Linked DNA regions of Anas platyrhynchos: region 1 is linked to region 2. Evidence: chromatin contacts called from public Hi-C data. All regions are on one chromosome and are shown on one strand. The core of a region is the stretch at or near the end of the contact, and the rest is flanking DNA. Distances in the headings are between cores, read along the strand shown.

Region 1 (6,701 bases), core at 1,886-4,385, 64 kb before region 2:
GTCTCATAACTAGATGAAAGCAAGGTTTAAAACCAAGTCAGTGTGTGGCCACAAAACAGTGCAGTCCAGTTTCTGTAGGGAAACAAAGAAGCTGGCACACTTTCGATACCTATTTTGGGGGGAACAACATTCCCAGAAAGAACAGAAAATCAGAGGTGTTCACTAAGAAGCAGAGCTGGCAGAGCCTGTTTTTGCACAGATTGATGGCTGCTGTCCCTCAGGCTCCTGTATGCCCCTTCCCCTGTTTGGACAAGGACAGAGGCAGGCCAGGAAGCCTGCTTGCTAACTCATCACATTGCCCTCTGCTGTTTCTTCCCTTGGAAGGGCACCATTCTCAGTCTCATCTCTACTCATTTGCTGACTTAGCCAAAACTTCTGAGAACACATATCCGTCTAAGGTGTGACCCCCCTTTTTCATGTCTGACTGAAGCTGGCCCCAATTACTGTTGGGGCTGTATTATCAGTGCAATCCTAAGCATTGTCTCTCCAGGAATATGCTGAAGATTTATCCAGTGAAAACTTAGTGCTTAGCACAGATTAAATTCAGAATCTATCAGCTGTAGCCTTCAACAGCAAACTGCTGCATAATTGCTTGCTCACAGGCCATTCCATCTCAGCGTACAGGAGCTTCCAGTACAAGTCTGCAAATCAGAATTATTTTTGTCCCCATGGCAACAGACCGCATATGGTCACACTGCAGTCAGAAGATGCGTCTGCCATTTATTTGCTTGATTCAGCCTAGCTAGTCCAGCACAATATAACAATGCAGCCAAAACAGCATGGGTCAGGCTCTTCAGACACTGACAATACACTTAGTAGCTAAAGCTCATGCTGCCATCCCCTAGCTGGTACTGAACCTACCGTCCCACAAATGCAGAGACACCACAGCACGCTACTGAGCAGCACCTGATAAAGAGATGCACATTGTGTTCTCTGAAATAATTTTGGCACTCATTTTTCAAAAGTGTGATACATTAAATCAACTTTAAGAGATACAGGTCATAGATCATATCCTGTCCCTGCCACCCAAAGAGCATCACCTGAATTAATAGACATAGGACTGGATAAGCAACACTTTCCACACCACAGATGGAGGTACCCAACAGGCTTACTGGTTCAATTGGCACTTTGTCTATGGACGCTTCCAGGTTTGACATGATAAAATCCTCGTTGGTTTTAGTAAGAACATGTCTGAATCCCTCTAATCAACCTTATATTAAAATAAATACATTTGCTTAAAACAACACAGATTTAAAAGTCCCATCTACCGATCAAAACAAGAAAGTGCAGTCCAGTGAGACTATTACATCACAGCAATACATGATGAAAGTGGTTTTAAAGCCAGTATCTCCCATGAGCACAGAAACCTGAGTCCCAGAGTACTGCCGCCTTTGAGCTGCCTCAGACTTATTCTTCAAATTAGCCAAAAAATGAGAAAAAAAAATAACCAAAACAGATGCTTTAATACTATTGTATGCAGTTGGTACCATTTTCTGTCATTGAATACTTATATTAACCTGAACAGGCTAAACAGTGTCTCTTGCAGTAGAGAGCACTCAGCCCCTGAAATACATTCATCTGGGGAGTTATTCCCTTTCTTCATGCAGAGTAGAAAGCTGATCCTGACCTCCCACATCCTTTTTTTTTTTTTAAAAAATAACTAACTATTAGAGAAGTCACACAGGAAGCTCTCCTGCTTCCACTTTAACAAATTCAGTCCACTATTTATTTTGCACTATATGAGATCAAAGTATCTCAGAAACAAGGAGAAACAATTTAAGTTGTTTCAGTCTTGAAGATCTGTTTATGACAATAACTTTGCATATGCAATGCACAGAGAGACTTGGATGCCCAGATCAGTCACCTGACTCTGTAGTACTCCTCCCTTGGCTTCTAACCTCGTAAGGACAAATATTTTTGACATGATGGGAAGAAAAAACTCATTCCTCAAATCTACCTGGTAAAACCCTAGCCTCTCAGGCAGGCCTGTTGTCTTCACACAGAGGACAGCAGTATCTCTCCCCTTAAGCTGCAGAACAGTGTTCAGCCACGTGCATTGTAAGGAAGTCAGCTATTCAGGCCCAGAGAAACTCCCCTGTCCAGCTACTAAAGAGCTAAAGTGTTTTTGTTTTCCTTCTCTCTCCTGCCAGACTATAAGCAAGGAGATTCACCCTGCAATGCCACAGGAGCCACCCAGTGCCTGTATTCTCCACTGCAAAGTGAACAGGATTTGCAGGTGCTCACCATACTCCAGAAAGCCTTTAATTAACACAAAAGAACACCCTAATCTGGGTTAGATTTACTCTTCAAAATGGCACAAATCATTATACCCAGACAGCTAGGAAAACAGCCTACACTGCTGTTCCTGCAGTCAGCATCTGCCTTGTGCAGCATTTATGGTGTCATTAAACGCTCCCCTGAGCTGTCAGCTGGAGACACAAGACCGCGCTGCGTTGCTTGCAGAGAAGTTCCTCCAACTGTTCACGTGTGGAGCATGTCTACATTAAAGGAGAATGAAAGGGGCAGGAGGGTAAGCTAGGGAAAGCAGTACTTTAATGGCCCATTCCTCCCACAGAACCAGGCCCTGATCTCGCTCCAGCTGTACCACTGGGATACTGTGCCTCTGCTCAGCAGAAAGGATCAGAAGTTCTGCTTAAGTTAGCCTGCATAAGTATCCTGTAAACATTTGCTCTGCATGTTTCCTGCTGGCCAGTCTGATTTAGAGAAGCCAGCTATGCCTTTACATATATCAGCAAAGCTGAGGGCTAAAACCTTCAGCAAGAATGAGGATTATTGTGCCAGGAATAAATTATCACGTTTAAGGAGGTTCAGTAGATTGTCATAGCTGAACAACCTCTCCCCCCCTTAATAACATCAGCTAAAAAAAAATTGACTTGGTACTCCAGAAGTACCTTGACTTCACATTCATAACTGTGTCATAAGCAAAACCTGTTAGAAAGGAGGTTCACAAGTGTTCACTGATATTTACAGCTGTTTAGATCACCAAGTAGTAACATTCTTATCTTCCTTTTGCTGTCAGAAGTATGCTTGCAATGCACTTTTAAAGGCCACCAAGACAGCAATCTAAATACCATGACATAGTTGTAATATCTTGAAGGCAAACAAACAAACAAAAAAAGTAGAAATATTTATAGAACAGATATTAGATATAGGCCTTCACAAGCAAACAACACCACAGAAGAAATACAGAAAACATTTCTGTTTAAGCCTACTTCAATTCATTCTGCAATAGCCAGAAGGATTTTCAGCTCCAGCCAGAGGGGATGGATGGATGGGTGGATGGATGGATGGATTTCCCAAGAAAACATCCTGTGGCTGTCCTCTTAACACTACCATGAAAGACTCACCGTAGTACCAGCATCAGACCTGGCAAACTAATCCATTTTACAGTCCAAGTCAAATCCAAGTCATTTTACACACATAGCAAGCACTGCCCATGGCTCCAAGTTTTCTGAAAAGTGAATACTGCAAAGATGAAACATTCCACAGGCAAGAGAAGCAATTGAAATGCCATGCCTATCTATTCTGTACTTATAGCCATAGCACAGTGTACAAAACTTAACTGGCAGATATAACTAAATATAACTAAAGTACCAGAAAATGTAACGACTAAAAATCTCAGGTCCCTACAGCATACTTCCAGCCCGCAAAAATTGGAATTGAATGCAAGTGTCAGGTTTGTTGAAGAGCCTTGGTCAAATTGTCTCATTTTCTCCCGAAGTTGATATGACAAATTATAGTGCTTTAAAGACATCCATTAGAAGAAAGAATAGAAGAAACTGGTAAAAGCATGCAAGAACAAGAATAATTTCCTATTGCCTTATGCAGTCACAACAGTGATTCATCAGCCAGTTAAACAGTTAGTCTATATGGAAGCTGAACTTAAATTTCTTCTTTTCCAATTCAGATATTCTAGCTGGTTTTCACCACAGTTACAGCTTAAAATATTCGATTTTGTTTTAAATGCTGCATTTGCAAAAGTATTCACTGCAGAACTGAAGTATCGGGGAAGTCGAAGTGAGGATCCAGGAGCCACACAGTGTTTGAGTGACTCCCAGCTGATCTCCATGAGGACACCTGCTTGTCTGCCTAAAAGGCAGATAGTTCTCAAATTTCTGCTTCAAACCTAGAGAGACTGCATAGCTCCAGGAAGGGCAGCTGGATTCTGCCTGGTTTCTTCTTCAACAGGATTACATCAGCTTTAGCTAGACAACGCAGCCTCCAGGGTTTTCAAATTCTGTGATGAGCATGAAGGAAACAAAAAAGCACACATTTTTCACTTGCAAACTGAGAATATACCCATTAGTCTTGGGCATTTTTTTGTTATTAAATATTCTTTTTAATGTGGTTACTTCAAGGTTGACTATAAACAGTACATACAGCAACCCTCCCAGCACCAGTTATTTATTCAAAAGCTGGCTCTGAGGACCAAAGAGGTGTGCAAGTCTGCCAGCTTACACACAGCATGACAAACCATATTTCAGGAAAAATGACTCAGTAAGTTCAAAATGTTTTACACATTTAATTAAGCCTTACACTAACTCCAGTTGGCAAGCATGAGTATGAATCATGGAAGCTAGATCACAGGAGCAGCTCAGAGCAACACATGAACTTAAATGCTTACTCTGGGAGCTGAATAATTACTACAGCAGGAATCCAAGAGGAAACATTCTGCTACATAGGCAACACACTGTGGATAGGAAGAAAGGGGGGGGGGGAAATAACTAAGCACAGATGCTGACCAACCAATAGTAGTATGGGCATTAACATCAACCCCTTTTACAATCCTCAGCATGTCATCAACTGAAGCTGGAGCACTCATCCTCTATTCTCATTTTAATGTCTTCTACAAAAACTGTGTCCAAAAATGGATGGCACATCTAGCCCAAATACTAATAGGAAGAGACAGTGGTAATGCCATTAGCATGAAGTTGTTCATAGTTGGGCATGTCATTTAATTTACTCAATAGTTAACACATTTATTATGTGACACTCTTTTGAGTGATGCAAGACACTGCAGTATCCTGAGCTTCTTGAATTAAGTATATGTCCTATGATGCAATATTGATCTGAAAAAGAGACCTGCTGCTGCTAGCAGAAAAAGATCAAGTTTATGTAATGTAATCCTGGTGCTAACATGAAATACATTATACAGATACCCATATATTTTCCTGTTGTTCATAGGTTACCCATCCACAAGACTTGCGACAATTCACTGAGAAAATGACTGAGAAGAAACTTTTAGTATCTGGAGACCCAGGAGACTGTAAAACCGTGCAACAGGTGTCTAGTTTAGAAGGATCCACAACATGCCCATAACAGAGCTATAAATCACTTCCCATCAAGACATAAAATTTGAGACTAACAGCAACTTTAAAAGATATATAATATACCACTAGATCATTGCAGAGAAGTGGAAGCGAGATGTGAAGTCATTGTCCTTTGCTCCCTTCCACCATTTGAAGTTTTATAAGTAGATTGCAATGAAGTAATAAGTTACCATATGATATTAGTACTACTTATATCTCCCTCTCTATCGTCATTGTGCTGACCTGCACAACAGTTTCCCCAACCAATACAGGGCCCACAAGATCAAGGGCACTTGGACTAAGTGTCAAAGAGGCAAACTGAAACACCTCCACTTGCTTCTTGCTCCCACTCAAGTTATGAGGTTGGCACAGCAAAGGCAGTGTTAACATCCTGCAAGTCCTGAAGAAGACAGCACTGCATATTTGATGCTTTGTTCCTATTTCTTTTCCATCACACTGGTAATAGGACTGCTACACAAAATATCAAAAACAGTGATGGAAGCAACAGGAAGGCTACAGCAATGCTGTGTCCTTCCTCCCACTGTAACAATAACAAAACAATCAGTGATTGGGAAAGAGGTGAGCAGCTTTACATAACTTTGCCTTAGCAAACAGGCCTTACATCAGCAAAAATCATCCCTTTTACTTGCTTCTGGGAACAATGGTGTGCATTGCTGCTAGCACTGACCAGAGCCGCCCAATTTAGGAGATTACTGTCTTCTTTCATGGCCTTCCACAAAAACAGCTTAAAAATTCACCGTGTTCAAGACCTGCTGCTGCTCACTACCTCCTGCACGGCTTGCAAGGTGTCCAGCGATTGCTATAGCATATTTTCACTGTTTCCATCACTCATCTGGATCAAAGCTCCATCTTACACAGCTGCCCTGATGTTGACATCACAGCCCACTCAAAAGAGCTTAGTTTATTCCAGAGACCAGACATTTCTGATCTATTTGATAATATCTCCAGAGCAAAGGCTTATCTCCTCCTCTCTTGAAATACTCCATTCCCTATGAAAGATGTGTTCTGTGCCTCTAGTGTAGGTCTACAGTAACCCTACCAAATTTAAAGAAAATGGGTACTCTTTCAGTTTTCAACTAGAAGTTTTACATAGCATTACACATACTATGCCTAATTATTTGGCTTTGATCTCTTGCACTGTGAGGGACAGAATAATTAGAGCAGACAATGTCACTTGTGCACCTACGGAGAACCTAGACAGGGAGTTCCTTCTTGTACCACCAAACACATCTCAGGGTGGCTCACCTTACCCAGCACCTACCTGCTGGGGTGACATTCCCAGCACCAAGGAACAAAGACCACTTTTAGACCAAGCTGCATGTTGACAAGCAGGCCAGACCAAGGAAGCTG
Region 2 (7,691 bases), core at 4,392-6,891:
GACAAAGAGATCTATAATTCACAGAGTCAAAAGTACTATCTTATTCCTACACAAGAAAAAATAATAAAAAGTTTAAAAATTGTTTAAAAAATGATGCATGATTTGTTTAAAATGACATTTTAAATAGTATCTTCAACACTTCTACAGAAGCATCTTCATTTTCCAACAATTCCAAGAAGCCATTCTGGATAAACTGGAAGTGGATAAAAACTGGTTGCTTCAGACACTGCAACAGATGCATTAAGCTATAAAGCAACCATATTAAGTAACTATATTAAACAACAGGTGAAAAAAAAAAAAGAACAGCAAAAATTTGACTTGTTCAAACTGACAGCACGATGTGCAGAAGTGTCAAAATAATTATTTTCTGGAAGCCAGTAGCCATGTCTCCATATTTTTGCCTGCTGGAGTTTGTATTTAAAAAAAAAAAAAAAAAAAAATTATGTGAGAAAGCTATTTCTCAACTTGTAGGGATATTCTCATGTTACATCAGTTCCTTTTTTTTTTCCCTTCTGGTTTTGCTAGTCTGTAATGGTCATATTTATTCTTAAGTATTCACATGCATATGTGTTTTCTAAATAATTTAACCAAATAGGTCTAGAACAAATCAGGCATAGTCACAATGAAAGCTATTAATGCTTCTAACTATTTTTTACTGTAGAAACCTGAATACAAGAGTTCCCTAATATTATACAGCACTTAATTTCCTTGCTTAGAAAAATATAATCTTTCACCTGTATTTGAAATAGTAGGTGAATTTCCACAATGACAACCAACAAGTTCTCCTAAAATACATGTTTTGGCTAATGATAGGTCAGAAAGTTAATCTAGGTTATTTAAAAATGTAAGTTTTAGAAACTTAAACTCAGTACTAGAATCCAAGGAAAGACATTTTCAATACATCAGGAATGTCTCCCTTTGTTTTCAACAGAAGTTACCCTGCTCCATGCAGTTCAGCACTGTGCCTCTATTCAGAGGTGCTATCACTGTTGCCACCATGGCCAAGCCATAGCTCAAGTCCCATGAATTTGAGAAACTTCAGGACAGTGTCTAAGTCACCAACAAGTCAACATCTGAGCCCAGATTTTGCCAAGTGCAGCAATAACCAAAAGGCTGCACACCTAGCCCCAGCTGGGATGCTGTATGAAAAAAAAAAAATTAAAATTAATGGAACTGAGAAAATAGCATGCAAAAAGAAAAAAGAAAAAAAAAAAGGCCAAACAAGCAAGCAGAAGTATACAGTTGGTGCAATTCATCCCATAGGAGTAATTGCAGTTTTTATTGGTTTTTATTTTTAATAAAGCTCTCCTTCTAGGCATGCCCTCCACTCCCCCAGCTAACGTATGTGAATCACTTTACCAGTCTATGAAAAAATACATTAAAACACATCAAAAATAGCACATAGTAAAGCAAGAAAAGTTACACTCATTAGAAGTTAAACTATAATGTTCTGCCTTTAAGAAATAACTATTATGATTTTCATTTTTAATCATATCTTACCTCTGATGGAATTTATCTGAAGTACACCAACAACATAACGCCATAGAAAAACAACCCAAAATCCAATAGTGCAACTTAGCAGGCTTCATTTTGTTAATCAGATAGCTGTAAAAAAAAAAAAAAAAAAAAAAAAAAAAAAAAAAGTTGTTAAAGGAAATCTTTTACTTATCCAATTACAAGTGTAGAAACACAGAAAAACAGAAGTACTTCAGAAAAAGCAGGCAATATCAACTCTACATTTACAATGACTAAAATGAGGATCTTTTTCAAGGATATGCCTGATTTTCCAGTTTTTATATTCTAACTTTCATAAACTAATGGGTGAGATCAGCTTTGAGGGTTTTTCTTTGGTTGGTTTGTTTTTTGGACTCAGAAGAACCCCTCTCCAATAAACAAAGATGCATACACTTCCCATGCAACTGTACTTTAGGAAATGTAAGACTATACTTGTGGTCAGCTCATGTGCTAGGAGTGACTCATTAAAGAAACCTTGAAGTTAACATTGGACATTCATGTTGGATTGACCAAGGCTGATATTAGAAACCCACTGTAAGTAAAGTATGATGTCTAAGGATGAAATTCCCTCCAAATGCAAGTCAGCTACTAAAATGATGTTTAAAAAAAATGCTGCTAAAAACAAATTAGTGCCAGTTCTTGTTATAAACCTGTAAGAGCCTCTACAAAAACAGGCATTTGACTGGTCTACCTATCACCTTGTGAACCCTGGAAATCAGGGGAAAAAGACAAACAAACAGAAAACCACCTTAACTTTCACCAACAGGCAACTTTCACTCAGCACAAGTCTAAAAACCACAAATGCTTACTGTACAAATACAGCACAGCATTTCAAATGCTGCCTCTTAGATGCCAGAAATAGGAGCACAAGTACATATTTACATGCAATTTTTAACGCCTTACCAAACCTACTTTCCAACTTCCTCATTTTGACAGCCCCACAGACTGCAGCACATGCAGATACGCTGTGTATAGTCTATGTCCCCCTTCCAAGAACACTCACTACACAACTGATATCCCTTTTTTTTCATGAAGGCTTTAAAATTAATCCTCTCTTATAACGGCCAAAAAAAAAAAGCCCATTTTGACGGCAGTAAAGACTGCTGATTCAGCCATAACAGCTAACTTTAGGAAATTCATTGCAATTCTAATCCACAGCTGTTTATACGCAAGAGTCCATTTCTCCACTGTTATCATGCGACTGGACCAAGTTACAAGCCTGACACCTGCACTTCTGCAAAACATCTGTGGCAGAGCTCCTCTACACAGGAGATGGACTCCCAGCTTGCAAAATGTGTCAAAACTTCAGTACAGGTGTGGGGTTGGGGCAGTAACTGTCTACCAGTTACTACCCAGATAGATTTATTACAAGTTTTTGCCAAATTGTAAAGGAATTGCAGACATTAAGCTACTTATTTATTTCAAATGTTAATGCTTCTATAATTTGTGATGGATATACATATTATCAAGGTAAACAGCATAGCCTACTTTAAGATACAATGTCACTAAACAAACCTTACCTGGCAACTTTTTCTGACCTAGTTTCAGAAAGAGACAGAGAGAGAGATGCAGGATTTTCACTAACAAGGTGAAAATGAGCACACAAAAAAAAATCATGAAACTTACTGTGTGCTATGTCATATACAAAAGTGACTAATAATGTAGAACTAAACTTTTGATAAAGATAGCCAAAACAAAACAATTTCTGTCATATAAGATGTGTTATATTCATGTACTGTACACACACAAACCAAAAAAAAAAAAAAAAAGTAAACAATTAACTGCAGGATATTCAATTTCCTTAGGAGTTCTGCATTTAAAGTGAATTTGAGTCTTTTCACTTGAACAGCAGGAATTAATAAAGTGATACTGAGCTTTATAGACCTATTTATGATTTTACCTACTGCTATTTTAATTCGACAACCAAGCAAGCAAGACAGCTTTTTGCATGATAAACCACATAGCCAAGTTAAAACACTGAGAGACAAAAGGAGCCTTCACATAAGATTCTGCCCTGCCTCCAAAATCACATTTCTTCAGACAGATGAAAGTACCAAGTAAAGACAATAATGTTACACAGAGTAATCAGAAAGGCTACACTGTAGAAGAGTCTGGGAGAAAAAACAAACATCTTCAGGAAGTAGACTGTGAAAGAAAGATAAAGTAGCAAACATTATGACACTTCTTTTGCAAACTGGTATGACTTAACAGGACAGGCAGGCACAAAGAAATGGCTTTTTCCAGAGACAAAGTTGCAAAAAAGCATAAAGACAATAATCTCCTTTTTCATTTGAGTCCTACATTTGGTCAAATAACAGCTTGATTTGGGGCTTCAGAAAATGCTGTTATCTGATCAATGGAATAATGTTTATTCTGCATATTGCTTTGGCCCCTGAAACTGAAGCATAAGGACAACAGGGACAGCAAATAGCTCTAATAGCCCCTAAACTTTTATATAAGAAGGACACTTTCCACTGATAAGCAACACATGCTGAGGTTTTAGTTCAGAAGACCCTAGTGGAAACCAGCAAGAAAACAGTGCAGCTATGATGACATCATCATGACTGACTGATTACTAGAGTTTGTCTTTTATCAGTCTGTGACATTGATGTTGGGAGAGGAAAATTGTCAGTCTCACCTGAAAAGCACCCAAAGGCCTGAGGAAATACATATCCAAATTAAAACTGTATTAACAACTAAGATGTACGAAGTATGTTCATGTTTTAATGGAAATTTGCTTTGTTTAGTAAATTACACTGGATTTCTAATTCCACACATACGAGGAAAAAAAAAAAAAGACTGGTGTGTAATTAGCATATAATATGTTAATAAGAGGAAACAGAAATTTTGTATTATGAAAGTTAGTTATAAAAAGTCATAATATTCCTAAAGATTGTAATTTGGAGAACCTACAACATAAAATGAAAAATGCACAGAAGCACAAAGTCACTGCTTGAAAATTTAGTCTATTGACTCATTTTCCCTATAGATAAAAGCCCAAGTAATAAGAAGAGCTTCAGGATGATTCTTGGTTTACTGTGTCTGGATACTAATGCAGAGCATTACTACGTGTGTCTGTAACTGTATCAGGACAAGCCCACTTTCAGCTATACAAACACTGCTCTGTGCTGTCAAAATTACCTGCCCAGACTTATCAAGGACTGGACAGAACTTGCTCTTGTAATAAATAGTGACAGGATCTTTAACATGTTTACTGCTGTTTGAATTCTGACACAGCATATTGAATAGACTGTTGACATAGCACATACTTCTTTTGGACGTCAGCAATTAACTTTATTCTACTCCCTTAGTTTCGTTTTGGCTTTTAACAACTAGCTTGACCAATAAAGGTCATGTAAGGTTTCCTGGTTTACATTTAGTTCAGGCGTATAGACTCAGAGAATAGAGAAGAGGCTGCAGAGGAGCACTTAACACATCTGTGAGAGGACTTGCATCGCTAACAGCACAGCTCACAGCCTGCTTGATGTCGGCAGCAGTGGCTAGAGAGCACAGGGCACCTCAGCTACACGGCAGCTAGCAGTGCGAAAAGGTGCACCCAGGCTTGGTGCCATCTCAAGCAGGGGAACACACACCAAGGCAGACAGCCATGTTATTTCTTTCTAGCAATGTTCTCAGCTCTAGCAGTTTTCACCTCCATAGCGCTCTCCCGGCTACCCACTCTTTCCCAGCCTGACTGCTGAGTAACTAGAGAAAGCGCTTTAAAGATTTCCACACGCAGTACTCACGTCCAGCGTCACTGCAGCCCTGTAGCAGGAGTTTCTCAGGCAGCACAGCTGGGGCAGGAGGGCTGGAAGGAGCCTGGGACCGCCCGGTGCTGCGCTCAGCAGCCGCGCTGACTTCCTGGGGAAGTCTCGAGCAAGGCTGCACGCGTGCCCTCCTCGCACATTAACCCGCACACCGCTCCGCTCTGGGCGCGGCGTTACAGCTTTGTTGTTGTTGTTGTTGTTTTTGAGGGGAAAAAATAAAAAATAAAAATCACATTTTAACACAGAGACATTTCTGTACAGAGCGCAGCACGGCCAAGACCTCAGAGAGATGACTGCAAGTGACAAGAGGACACCAAAACTGTCCGTGTCCTCCTCCTCCTCCTCCTCCTCCTGGTCCCGGAGGCTGAGGGCGGAGCGCACCCGGGGCCGCCCGCCCCGAGGAGGCCGAGGCCGCGGCCATGCCGGGCCGTGCCCGCCTCCCCGCCGCTATGGCGGCCCCGGAGCCCCCCGGCCTGCAGGCGGCCAAGGCAGGGCTGTGCCCCGGGGAGAGGGGCTCGGGCCCGGCGAGGCCGCTGCGTGCCCCAAGCGTGCTCAGCCCGCGGGTGAGGGGAGCCAAGGGGCGGCTGATGAGTGAATCGTAAATGCCATGCGGGATTGTTCATCCCCATTGTCTGCTTTGGAGCTATGTCGCAACCGGCCTCCGTGAATACGCTTGAGAAATATGTGGGCAGATCTACTTCCACAAGCAAAGCAGCAGTTGTTTTGAACAAAATAATGACAGCCTTTGTGGTGAAGTCTTTGTTTAAAGTTGCCTTATTACTCCCTGGTAACATATTCTCGTTACGTTTACACAGTAACAAGGAGGATGAGGCAAAACTAATCTTTGCCCACCTGTCTATGGAAACATGAAAATGTCATGCTGAAAGGAGCCAGTGAGCCATCTGCTGTTGTCCCTGGTGGTGTCTGAGGTATCAGAAGTTACAGAAATTTTGTTGAGAGTTAAAATCAATGAAGTTTGCCAAAGCCTTGTATTCATCATTGCTTCTCCTCCCCCTATTGCTGAGGGCATCCACGGCTCCATCTGGCACAGAAATCTTCATCACTGCCCATGAGGAGTCGGCAGCAGACACAGACACTGGGTTATTCTCTCATCCTCAGACCTCATCTTTGCAGAGTAGGGATGAAAAGAGTGAGCTGTCGAGGTTTTGCGCACCAATGCTGATCCTGTTTTGAGGCATAAGAGGGATTTACATTCTGAGGCTGCAGACGAACACTTTGCGTTTTGAGGAAACTAAGCCCAAAAACAAGTTTCCCCTTTAAGGTGGTTTTAAAGGGAGGTTCAAAGCTGATCTGAAATTATGTAGGTATGCAATGAAGCCATGCTTTTATGTCATGGTATCATTACAAAATAGTGTATGTTAATGGAGGCTATTATTAAAATAAGTGTTTTTGGCAAATATGAGAAAGGTAGACAAGGGAGAGCGAGTGACTTTGGATAGATATCACCCTAAGAATTTCCATTTAATATTCATCTATGTACTGGAAACAAGAAAATTGTTAATAAATCAAAAATCTTAAATCAATCATTGTATCAGATGCAGATGCTGACACCTCTAATGAGAAAGAAAGACAGGTTCTATTTTCAGTGTTTTCAACCTTTTTATATCATGAATATATGACTACAAATTACGTACTGAGGGTACGTCAAAACATTTGAAAAATCTCATCTCCTCTTTTCATTCATGAAAAATCTCATCTAAATTTTTCACGAAAAGATCATTTTCCTCAAAAAATTCCAAACAAACTTAATTGTATCTTATGTTTGTAATGAATACTGAAATGTTTTGGTTGGAAAACAATAACAACAACAACAAGAGTTTGGCATGATTCATCTTCTTTAAAGATCTTATATAAAACTCTTCAAAACAATACATTTTTCTACCTTCCAGCAATTTTCATTCAGATTGGGATTTAAGAGTCAAGATAGACTATTATGAGACGGTGGAGTTCAGGATCCTAAGGGCAGAGAGGAGTTTGAAAACCTTGCTCATAACCCTGGACTCTACAAAGATCTGCTTGGAAGAATCCTGTAGGATAAGCTCTTGGAGGTAGGAGGGGTCCAAGAAAGCTAGTTAATATTCAACAATTACCTCATACAAGCAGAAAAACTGTGCATCCCAATAAATAGGAAGCCAGGTAAAAATGTCAGCAGGCTTGTATGGATGAACATGAGCTCCTGACACAAAAAGGAAGCATACAGTTGGTGGAAGCAAGCAGGGGCAACCTGGGAGGAATGCACACATGGAGACCACAAACTAGCAGTGTACCCCAGAGGTGAATACCAGTTTCACTCCTGTTTAACATAGAATCACAGAATCATAGAATGGCATGGGTTGGAAAGAAACTGAAAGACCATCTAGTTCCAACCCCCTGCCATGGGCAGGGACA

The links. A called contact is a pair of places that touch in the nucleus more often than the background predicts.
Region 1: a Hi-C map of F1 follicle shows a contact between it and region 2, with 4 times the contacts expected there. The contact joins the enhancer-like site here to the promoter of RNASET2 in region 2. A contact is called at or near these places in 2 of 8 Hi-C or Micro-C datasets (F1 follicle and skeletal muscle).

The regions. Positions count from the first base shown.
Region 1 is chr3:47,326,820-47,333,520 of IASCAAS_PekinDuck_T2T, reverse strand. All of the region lies in intron 2 of RPS6KA2 (ribosomal protein S6 kinase A2), which reads right to left. Among named protein-coding and RNA genes, the nearest start is that of RPS6KA2, 22 kb to the right of the region's middle. Within about 2 kb of position 3,135, at least 1 of the 8 cell types and tissues checked has an H3K27ac peak or open chromatin away from gene starts, as enhancers often do. A contact at or near this core is called in F1 follicle, where this site is marked.
Region 2 is chr3:47,264,541-47,272,231 of IASCAAS_PekinDuck_T2T, reverse strand. RNASET2 (ribonuclease T2) reads right to left here and starts at 5,641. Exons shown (of 10, transcript XM_005019221.5): 1 at 5,262-5,641; 2 at 1,501-1,605. The coding sequence starts at 1,589.